Regions from separate parts of the Anas platyrhynchos genome. Here region 1 is linked to region 2. A link is a contact called in public Hi-C data. All regions are on one chromosome and are shown on one strand. The core of a region is the stretch at or near the end of the contact, and the rest is flanking DNA. Distances in the headings are between cores, read along the strand shown.

The links. Hi-C and Micro-C count contacts between places; a contact is called where the count stands out from the background.
Region 1: a contact with region 2 is called in a Hi-C map of skeletal muscle, with 2.2 times the contacts expected there. The contact joins two enhancer-like sites. A contact is called at or near these places in 2 of 8 Hi-C or Micro-C datasets (both in skeletal muscle).

The regions. Positions count from the first base shown.
Region 1 is chr20:5,877,276-5,882,286 of IASCAAS_PekinDuck_T2T, reverse strand. The region is part of intron 1 of LRRC75A (leucine rich repeat containing 75A); the gene reads left to right. Among named protein-coding and RNA genes, the nearest start is that of LRRC75A, 3.9 kb to the left of the region's middle. Within about 2 kb of position 2,361, at least 1 of the 8 cell types and tissues checked has an H3K27ac peak or open chromatin away from gene starts, as enhancers often do.
Region 2 is chr20:5,833,253-5,838,795 of IASCAAS_PekinDuck_T2T, reverse strand. The region is part of intron 4 of LRRC75A (leucine rich repeat containing 75A); the gene reads left to right. Among named protein-coding and RNA genes, the nearest start is that of LRRC75A, 48 kb to the left of the region's middle. Within about 2 kb of position 3,650, at least 1 of the 8 cell types and tissues checked has an H3K27ac peak or open chromatin away from gene starts, as enhancers often do.

The DNA of each region.
Region 1 (5,011 bases), core at 1,112-3,611, 45 kb before region 2:
GCATTTGCCTTTCTCTGTTGTGGTGGTTGTAAATATCAGTGCCCTGGGGCTGCAGTTGGTGCTACTTAATGAGTACGGGGTCCATCATAATTTGGAATTGCTATCAGGTGGAGGGGGGCAGTGTTTCCAGGAAGATGGCTCAAACCCCTGCTAGCACCAACGCATCAATATCTCGTGACTAGGACCTGGCTCCTGTACCTAACTTTGCCCTGAAGGCAACAGCATTTAGAAACCTAGCTGCAGCTTGTTTGTTTGAATATTTGAACTTTTCCCCATCTCCTGTTAAAAATAAGGCCACAGTCCCTGTGTTTCTTGGCTGTGGTGGATCAGGGAAATCTTTCTCCCCCTGCGTTGGATCTTGCCTGAATGCACACGCAGCTCCTGCTGGCTGTTAGCAGGAGAGCAAAGCAAGTGAGGCAAACCCCTGGCACACCGTGCTGTGCTCCAGGAGCACAGCGGGCTCGGAATTATTTATGATGTTCCATTGTGCATGAATAAAATGTTTTGTAGGAACACAGGAAGCCTCCATCATCGGAGATGTCCCAGCAGTGCCCGCTGCGAGCAGGCACTTTCACGAGGTGAGGTGCTGGCTGCTCCCTCGTGGTCAGAGCAGCGTGGGATTAATGTCTCGCTGGCTTCTTATGTGCAAGAGGGACATAGACTAGACCCATTCAAAGCAGTTTTTCAGCAGAAAAGCTCCATCCACCCAGTGGTTGCCCAGGCACGATTGTGCATGCACAAAGCAAACGAGTGACTGTGGAGCCAAACCCTGGCACATGAGGCACAATTATCATCTCCAAGCCTGGGCACAGCTGGAGGCCAGCAGGGACCCCAGTGTGGGTTGGAGCAGCCTGAAAGCTGCTGTGTCTGAGCTGAGTGACTGGAGGAAGGAGTCCCCCAGCATCTGGGGCTGGAGCCCAGAGCAGCTCAGGCTCACTGTGACTCCACGCCAGGGTAGCCAAATGTGTTGTTGCAGACAATGGTCCCCTGGAACGGTTGCCCTGACAAAGTCAAAATACTTCGAGAAGCACTTCCTTCCCCTTCACTGAAAAACTGGAATCTGAGCAGATCTGCTGCAAACTGAATATGAGCAGGCATTGAATAATACGACCTCGAGTCAATGCGCCAGCCGCTGCAGCATCACGATTTCCCCTTGAGTCATTTGAAGCATCATAGCAGCAAATAGAGCTAAATTTGAGCTAAAACTCGTTTGTGGCTCAATAACCAAATCCAGGCTTTCCTGATACGGGCTGGGGAGGTCGTGGTGAGGCTCCTGGGAGATGGAGCATGCTGTACAGAGGGGGCTTCTCCCCCAAGTCCTTCCATCTGTGGCTGGGTTGTGCGCTAAACTCCTGCAAGACATAAGTCCCTTCAGCCCATCTGGTGCTGTGCTGATCTGGCTGCTTACAGGAATCTCTTAACTGCTCTGGATTAGAGCTGAAGGGTCTTTATCGAGGTGTGGGGAGCATTAGGCTTTGTGTGCTGATGGGGATGGGAACAGATCTAGCAGGAGGTTTGCTTCTTGGCCTGAGCTGCTGCGTACGGAGTTGGTGGCGAAGAATACAGACAGCAGAAATTTGCTGAAACCAATGTTTCTGGTAGCATTGAATCTTTCTGTGTTTCAGCTTCATAACCCACTTTGAGCAGGAGGTACCTGCAGGTCAGAAACTTCAGTGGTTTTGAAGCCACCACTGTGTGCTGGTGAGACCTGGGCACACTCCTGCTTCTAGATTTTTCTCTGCTGCCATGCTTAAGGCAAGACAGTGAAAAGCTCTCTCTGAGGCCTCAAAATCTCTCAAAGGAGAGCAAAGAGCATCTTTCATTGTGTACAGGCATGGTCTTGCGTTTGTAGGACCTTCTAGCCTAGAGCCAGCTCTGCTGTGGTGTGAGCAAGAGGCTGCTAAACGGAGCAGGAACTGCTACGGGCGCTCTCAGTGCAAATCCCGTGGTGTGAATCCAGGATGGCCAAGGCTTGTGATGTTTGCAGACAGCACAAAGTCTGCTATTTCTGGCCGTATTTCCTGAGAGCAGCTTGTGAATTCTCCGTGTTGCTGCAAGTGTGATATCTCTGGGAGCTTCTGCGTCTGTGCTGGGACAGCCCGGGAGGACCTCTGCATCCTGCTGGAGAGGTCTCGCCGGTGGGCTCTGTCTCCTCGGGGCTCTTGGTGGTGCTGGCAGCGCTGCTGCCTGCTTCTCCCAGCTGGATTTCATGTGACGCATGGCTTTGCCCATGGTTTCGCTGATTGCAAAACCAGAGGGTACCTTGTTGCCAAAAGATTTTGCAAAACATTCCTCCGTGCTGCTCCGTCTGCCGGGGAGAGGGTGCTTTGTTCATTGTTCTGTTTATCCAAAATAGGTCGCTTCCAACCACAAGCATCTGGGGCTTTTGCTGTTGCAGGAAGCTGCCAATGCGAATGCAACCTTCGACATGCCTGTGAGCAAGCTCATTCCTGGAAATGGGAAGATCTCCATTAAAATGACTCTGTCCATCACACCACCCAAGGTTCTCCAGTAGGAGCGTGCTGAGCATGGATCGCTTTTCATTCTGGCCAACGAAAGTGTTTGTTTCCGTTTGTTTGTTTGCTTTAACCTTCTGGGAGGAGATGCCAAGGATGTGTTAAAGAAATTTAATTTAATTTCTCGTACTTCCAGAGGTGCTGAAACCAGCGGGTGAATCACTGCTCTGCTGCGTGTGGGAAGGCAGGGCTCTGCCGCACCAGCACGGGCGTCTGAATGGGGCCATTTTAGAGAGTGACGTGAAGAAAAAGGAATTGATTTATTTACTAACAAAGCCACAATGGAAGAGAACCCCCCTGTAGTGCCAGAAAGAGCATTTAAGATCTTTCTGTCTCTGGGTTGGCTCGGTGTGTGTGTTTGGGGCTTTTTGCCTCTCTTGGCCGGAGCATAAGCTAACAGTCAGGGCTGCTGGTGGAGAGGGCATGTACACTTCTTTATCTTCTCCCTTTTTTTTTTTTTTTTTTGTTCTTTGTCATTTTTGGGGCTTTTCTTCTCAATCAAAGCTTTGACAAATGCTGCTGGGCACCCGAGGCAGGCTGCCCTCCTGTGCTGCAGGGCCCTGACCAAGGGGATTCCTAAACTGTGGTCAGCTCGGTGGATAGAAGTAGCTCAGCTATCCTTGCCCACCACAGTGATTCACTGCAGCTGAGTTTAAAAACAAAAAGCAAAAGCAACAAACAGTTGTACCTCTCACCTTGCACAAATCTCGCCCGCCTCAACACCTTGGTGCTGAGGGACTGGGGTTTGTATGTATTTCCATTAAAATTCATGACACACACTGAAAATCGCGGTGAGACTAAACTCTGTTCATGAAGAATTTAAGACTGCTGCTTCTGGTCAGGAAATGCCTTGCTAGGGGGGCACGGAGAGAAAGCAGTCTCGAATAAGAAACGCAGCTGTATCTGCAGTTGGGGTTTACAAATTTAAAAGGAAAAAAGAATTGGCACCTCGTGATTCAGGTCCTCACTGCAAAACCTCCCTGCCCTAAGGCTGAGGAAATGGGAGAGCCCCTGATAGGGGCAGGATCGATGAAACCAGCAGGCAGGGGTGTCGGTGCAGGGCTGCTGTGGTTATTCCATGGCACTTGTGCATCTCCGTGTATCGGTGTTGATTAAATGAGTGGTTGGAAGGGCTTCTTGGGGGTGGCGAGGTTTGTAAACCTCCCTTGGCTGGCCAGGAAGAAGGGCAGGGCTCGGTGTGCCCACTGTGATCTGGGTGAAAGCCGGCGGTACTCCCTGCGCTGTGGCTTGAATCTCAAATACGGTGACTCGGCGCCTTCTCTGCAGGTACAGCTGGAATTCAAAGCACTCCTGGATTAGTTCAACACTGAAGCTTGTAGCGAGAGGGAGAGCTGCGGCATTTAGCTTTGATTTGATTTCTTTCTTCTTGAACCTTTTAAGACTCTCAGGCTTGAAGCTTTCCCTCCTGCCCCCAGGACCCATCCATCTGCTTATCTGCAGACCCCAGACAGCTTCGCTCCTGTCCTTGCCATCAGAAATACCCCTGGTTGTGTCACTGGATGTCTTGAGAGCAAGAGCGAGGACCAAGGTACCTGGCACTGGAGCTTTCCAAAGGTTTCATAGCTTTTTCCTACTATTTATGGCCAGGGCCATCCCATGCGGTGGCTCAGGCAAGCCTGGTGTGGCTGTTGCCTCTTGTGTATGTGTAGGTTGACCTTCCAAGGCAAGAATGTGGTCAAGGTGCTGTATGGCAATCCAGCCTCTTTCCCTGTAAGTAACCTTCAGCACGATCCAAAGAATCCCATAGCTTTTCCCCAGGGAATTGCCTAGGGATAGGTTTGCTCTAGCACTTGGGAACCTGACATTCTTGTAAATCTGGGCTTCAAATGTCTGAAAATGCCAGAAGAAGTGAACGTGCATTGGCAAAAGTTATTTCAGGGATCTGAGCTCTTCTCACAACCACCTGGAATTCCTTTGAAGAGCTCCAGGTCTTCTCTGGTCGCTGTAGGCTCTCCTAGGTCTCCTGTTGATTTGCTCCCACTTACAGAAAGGGCGAGACCGGGAACATTTAGTGCAAGATCCCAGCCACGCGATGTCTCACCCGGTCCTTCAAATAGCAATTTTCACCCAGCTCTCCCAGATTTAGCAACCTCAGCTTCTTATTGAGAGAAGTAAGCTCTGTGCTCAACAAGCCAGGGCTTTTCTCTAGATCAGGGCCAAGATGTAAGCAGGGAAGAGGCTTTGAGTTTGGTCTGGGGTGCTACGATCTGGCACTTGGGTGGGCTTCGTTCTCATCTGTCCCTTTGAATCGTTTGGGGGCTCTTGCTTTGGAGAGGTGCGTTCTTGGGATCCCTTGGCAAGTTGTTGACGAGCTGTGCAGTGGTTGCTGTTGTCCTTGTCCTGACGATGCAGAGCCCTCATAACACCGCTCCAGGCACCATGGCACGTTGGCAGGGGGCTCTTGTGCCGGGTGTGGGGTTGGAGGGTGGCCTCGTGTTGGGTCTCAGGGTGGTGCGGTGAAGGTCCGATCCTCT
Region 2 (5,543 bases), core at 2,401-4,900:
CGTGACCACTAGCTCAGTGCCTTTATCCCAAAACCAAGCTCCTAATCCAGCTCCTTCACCACGTATGTTAGTATTTGCTCTTGAATTCAAATTATCATTCCAGGTTTCTGACATCACACTTATTTTTGCAGCAGGACAAGCTGAAATGACAGGTACAAAGCGATGACATGTTGGGGGACACTCAGGCAAAAACCTTTAAAACCCCAAATACCTGATATAAAAGCAACAGGGGTGATGAGGATTCAACTAATTCAACTGTGCTCTGTATTAATGGCTCAGGTTTTTTTTGCCAGTCTTGTTCCAAGTGTGAAGATAACTCGTTCTGGGTATTTAGACATCTGCAATACATTAAAATATCCTGCAGTACGAAAAAGGCTGCGAAGCTCAGGCTCCACTAACGCCAGCTCTGGTTTTTCCCCATCTGGAAGTGTCGTGCCCTCTGCTCTTTATAAAAAGAGAGATGTTCTCGGAAGCCCTGGAGCATGAGCTAAAGCTGAGCGGAGTGCCTTGGAAACACGGGGAAAATTGCGCCGAAGCCTTCTCTTTGCAGTTTCCTTAATATTAAGACTGAAAGTGAATCATAGTAAGGGCTAGATGGGCTGTGATGGCACCACTACCAGCATATTTTGCTGGGGAAAATTGATGTTTTTTGTTTTTTTTTTAACTGCAGTGGGAATGCAGAGGGAGAGGGGATGCTACCCGCCCCTGTCCGAAAGCTGCGTGCGGATGGGAAGCGGGTTTGGTGTCACTGCTGGGGCTGTGAGTCGGGTCCTGGCACTCAGCTCTCTGCACCCTTTATTTATAGTGCCACGCTTCGTGGTGTAGGAACCCAGAGAGGCTGTGCCTGTCCTTTTAAAAGAAATATATAAAATGCCAAGTAGATGAATCCTATCTGAAGTTTAGCACCTTATACCTGATAGACTCCCCTCTCGGAGGTGGTCGATGGGGTACCACCCTTTTTGGCTAGCTCGTGTCTTGGATGTCTGGCCTTGCCTCGTGAAAATCAGATACCCTGTTACAGACTTTTGTACCTCTTGTGGCTCTGAAGGAAATCCAGCACGTGATTTTTCAGCCTGTTTGGTGCAGAAGAGCTGGGGGAAGCCCCCGGTATTTGCTGTTACCAGTGACGTGAAGAATTCCCTGGATTATAATGTAATGCAGGGAATGTAATCCAATTGTATGGGACCAGGCGAAGGCACAGCAGCGTGCAGAGACAGAGGAGCCTTTCACATCCCGATTCCCTCAATGATATCACGTGGGGGGCAATCCGTGGAGAACCTGTAATCTCGAAGTCTCTGAAGCTGCACCATTCTGGAAGAAGGGGGTTGTATGAGCACAAACAACTGCTGACTGAGGTTTTTACAAGCAGACAAACAAAAAAACTCCATTTTGTTTCCCCCTTCTCAACTTCTGGGGCCCATCCAGCTCGGTGAGGGTGACTTTTGTCAAATTGTTATCTTTTTATCTCCTTTGGGTTGCTTAAACCCAAAATCTCAATGCTGGCTGGCAGAACTGCCAACAAGCCCCTAGCTCGGTTCCCATAATAACAGGGCGACCTTTCCTGACGGCTCTGCAAGCATCTGCAAACCCTCCTAAATGCCGCAGGATGGATTTTGTCGTCTCAGAGGCAGATTTTGCAGAGCCTCCAAAATGTCAGGTGCTGCGCAGGGGCCTTCGTCACCCAGGTTGGGACTGGAGCAGATGATTAAAAAAGGAACCCAGAGCAGGAGAAGACGTTTCATGGTGCGCTCTTAGCAAATGTCCCTTCTTTTCTCAGAAGGCAGCTGTTGCCAAGCTCCTGAATTAAACCTCAGAGTTGAATCCAAAGCAGAAGAGGAGGTAGAAGGGGACAGACCAGCGTGAGGATATTAATGCCAAAAAGAGAAGGAAAAGGTCTGTGGCTGAATTTTGGAGGGATCCACCAGTTCTCAACACTAGGGCAGTGATTTCTTCCCCAACTCCTTGGTTTTCTTCCCAACTTCTCTAGAGAAAACCTCAGTAGGAGATGATACAGACCCAAGCTGCCTCTGCTGGGTGTCCACCTCTGACTCTCCCATCGATGCTGCGTGGTTGGGCAGAGCAGCTCTTCTCACCTTCATGCTGGCCTCGCCTTCAGGGCGGGCAAGAAGAAAAGCCATGAGATGCTCTGCTCTGGGTCACGCTCCTTCTAATGTTGGTGAAATCTCTTGGAGAAGGCTCTGGTATCTTTCTGGGCTCAGCAACCCCTTGTTTGAGCTCAGTCTCCAGCCTCTTCCTCGATGCATCGCTCCTTCCAAAAAATGTCACATCGAAGCACATCGAAGAGCCATCCGCATGAAATCCACACCACAAAAACAGTTTGGGTCAAGCAAACCTTGTCTGATCCTGCCCCTCACTCCCAGAGAATCCCAAGATGAGGAATATAGCCAGGAGAAAACGTGATGAAGGATGAACTGAAGAAACCGTTTGCTGAGCTTGTTTTGCTAGAGCTGGCAAGCTCACAGACTATTTTGTGAACAATACCATATGCTGGGTAATAATTTGAAATAATTGAGTCCTGTGGGGGTGTGTGGCCTTGTACCACTTTCCAGGCTCCATGTCACCTCTGTTTTGTTCCTGGCAGAGGAGCTTTGCCCATGCATGTGCAGCCTCTCAGCTAAAACCTGCTAAAACCAAGCGAGTGTCCCCGAGGGAAACGACGGATGAAGAAACAGGTACCTCATTAAACAGTAACAACATGTTTTATTGATGTTTTCTGACGGTAATTGACATTTGAGTTCAGCTCATTGAGCTTTTAATCAGAAGATAATTTACCCCGTAGGAAGGAAGCGTATTGATTCCCTGCCTCCTCGTGGGAGCAGTGTTTATGTACGTGGGGCGCGTGGTGGGATTTGTGCACCACGGCTGGGGCGGGGAGCTCCCTGCTCGCTGCTTTTGTCCCGGTGATTCGGGCACGTGGATGGATGCTTTAATATCTGCTCCCAGCCTAATTCATAGGAGGGTGAACGCCAGGCAAGCAAGCGGTCTGCTGGCAATGCGGGTGTGCAGAAATGAATGGTTTAATAAGGAGGATTTGCTGATGATGCCAGAAATTGATGGCGCGTTGAGGAATCTGCCCAGCCGCAGGTCATGGGCACATCTGATTCAGATCCCATGTGCCAGGCAGAAAAGCCCTGCTCAGTTTTCATACAAATGGGTGAAAGATGCTCTAAAAAACGGCATGATTCCATCTCAGGGGCAAAAGCAGGGGTAGCTCCCCAGTGTTTGGGGAATGGGGAGAGATGGGGGCATTCCCAGAGTCTCAGGAGTGAGCCCTGCAGAGGGGTGCAGGGAGCTTAGGGCACTGTGTGGTGGCTCCAGAGGGTCATGCAGTGGTGTGGTCACCTTCAAATCCTGCCTTTGCCCCGTGCTGTGAACTGCACTGAAACCTGAAGAAAAATCTGTCGCCTGGCTTGCACCCCAAATTTCATCTTTTTTGCTGGATTGTAGGTTTGGGGTGGGCTAGGACCCCATGGGGACAGAGGGCTGATGGAGCGAGAGGAGCCGAGCGGTGCGCCGTGTCCTGTTTCCCTGGGGGTCCTCGCAGAGGTGACACAGCTGCTCTGTCTCTGCTGGGCAAAAAGGATCTGTGAAATGCAAAGAGCCAAGGTCTTGCAGATAGGAAGGCTGCCAGCGGGACGTTTGGTGATGGCTCTCAAATGGCAGGGACTGTGATTTCTGGCTAGAGTTCAGCGCGTGATGATCCGACACTGTGCCATTATCCCACCCTTTCCACCTTCGAAGAGTTTTGCAATCATTAGGTGATCTGCTAAACCTCTGGATTCCTCTGCCTCTCTCCCTTTTCTTCTCTCCACCTGGCTCTCCAGGAACACCCCAGTACAGCCCCATGCCTGTGTTTGTATTTTTGCATCCTCTTGGAACAAACAGACTCCAGAAACCAGAGATCACCCCGCTCCTCCTGGCCTCGTCGCATCCTGCTGCTGTTGCTGGGAGCGCTTTGCCAGAGCGTGGCCACTGACTTTGCTGCTTTATGACAGTGATCTTATCATTTAAAAATAAAACTAACAATCCCAGGTTATCTCGTGCCCACAAGGTGAATGAGCTGAAGGTGAGACTTGCTCTGAGGGCCGTGTCCTTGCCCTCAGGTGCACGTTTCTGTGCCTGCCTGCAGCAGGGAGTGACCGGCACTGATGCAAGGGGGACTTTGTCTCCCCTTCCCAGGCTCCTGTGCACATCACGAGGCTCCCAGGGGTTGCGGCGAGGGTCTGAGAACCCACAGAGAACCACATAAATACTCCAGGCGCTGTCCTGGAGACGCTCCTGCTCGCCTCCGACAGAAATAGCGAGCGTGCTGAGCTCTGCTTCCCGTGGGACCCGGCGCGGTGCGGCTGAGAGGCAGGCTCCGCCAGAGCCTTGTTGGGCTGGGAAAATCCTGCGTGATGTCCTACATCTGCAACATAAATAACCCAATGTTTTACTGCTGGCTTCACCCCGGAGTCCAGTGAACGGCGAGCGTTCCCCTTTAGATAGCAGCAAAAGCAGGCGCCGGGCTCCGACCTGCGGTTCCCAAGGCAATTTCCCCCGAAAAGTGGCTGCTGCTGTGGTTTGCACACCTGGGACAGGTTGGGGCTGTCAAGACGCAGTGGCTGAGGTGTTGTGGTGAGAGGTGACACGGAGGCACTGCACCATGTCCTGCACCCATCGCCCTGCAGCTGGTGGAAGGAGCCAGGGGGGTCGGTGATTAGCAGGGTCCTGCCCAACACTGCAGTGATTTCTGCCATCAGGATGGATCCCACAATACACAGCTCTGTGCTCAGCACCGTCCTCGTGGCTCTGCTGCTGTCTGTGGGGTGAGAAAACCCTGTTGGGAGCACGATGGGGCTGGGCATTGCAGCACAGGGTGCAGACCCCTGCTGATCCCCCCCCCATTCCCCTCATCATTTTGACTGCTGCTCATTTATCCTCTGCTGCCGGAGCCAAGCTGGGTGCCCTCCAGTATATCTCGCACCAGATTTTTATATTCCTTTCTGCAATTTCCCTTTATCTCACATGCTCCCCTCAGGGCCATCTATCACCTCGAATTTTATTGCCTTTTTTAATTGCTTCTCCGAAGTCCAAGTGTAATATTACTCCCGAATCTTCCTGAATAACTTCCTGAGTCACTGCGATCCCATTCATCTTGTACTCCTGGCTCTTTTGATAAGCCCCATTGTACATTGCTTTTCATTTCGGCGTGTCAACACCGAATTCGACGCATTGCACTTTGGCCTTTCGTCCAGGCAGGTGTTGAGCACTTCTTATGGTGGTATCTGGGTTGCAAAATTGGTTTCCATTTCTCTTCATTTCTACAAATTTCCGCTCTCGGCGCTCTGCTACTGCAGCAGCATCACCAGCTCCTAATTTAGGCTAGGTCAAGGCAGGGTTTAATTACTGGGGTCTTCATCACCCTGTAATTGATTGTCCTAGGTGAGTTCTCAGTCCTGCATCAGGACGGCCAGCATGGCCTGAGCGCTGCCAGGAGCAGCTCTCACCTCTCCCCTTTTTGCATTAAAACAGCTTTTAGG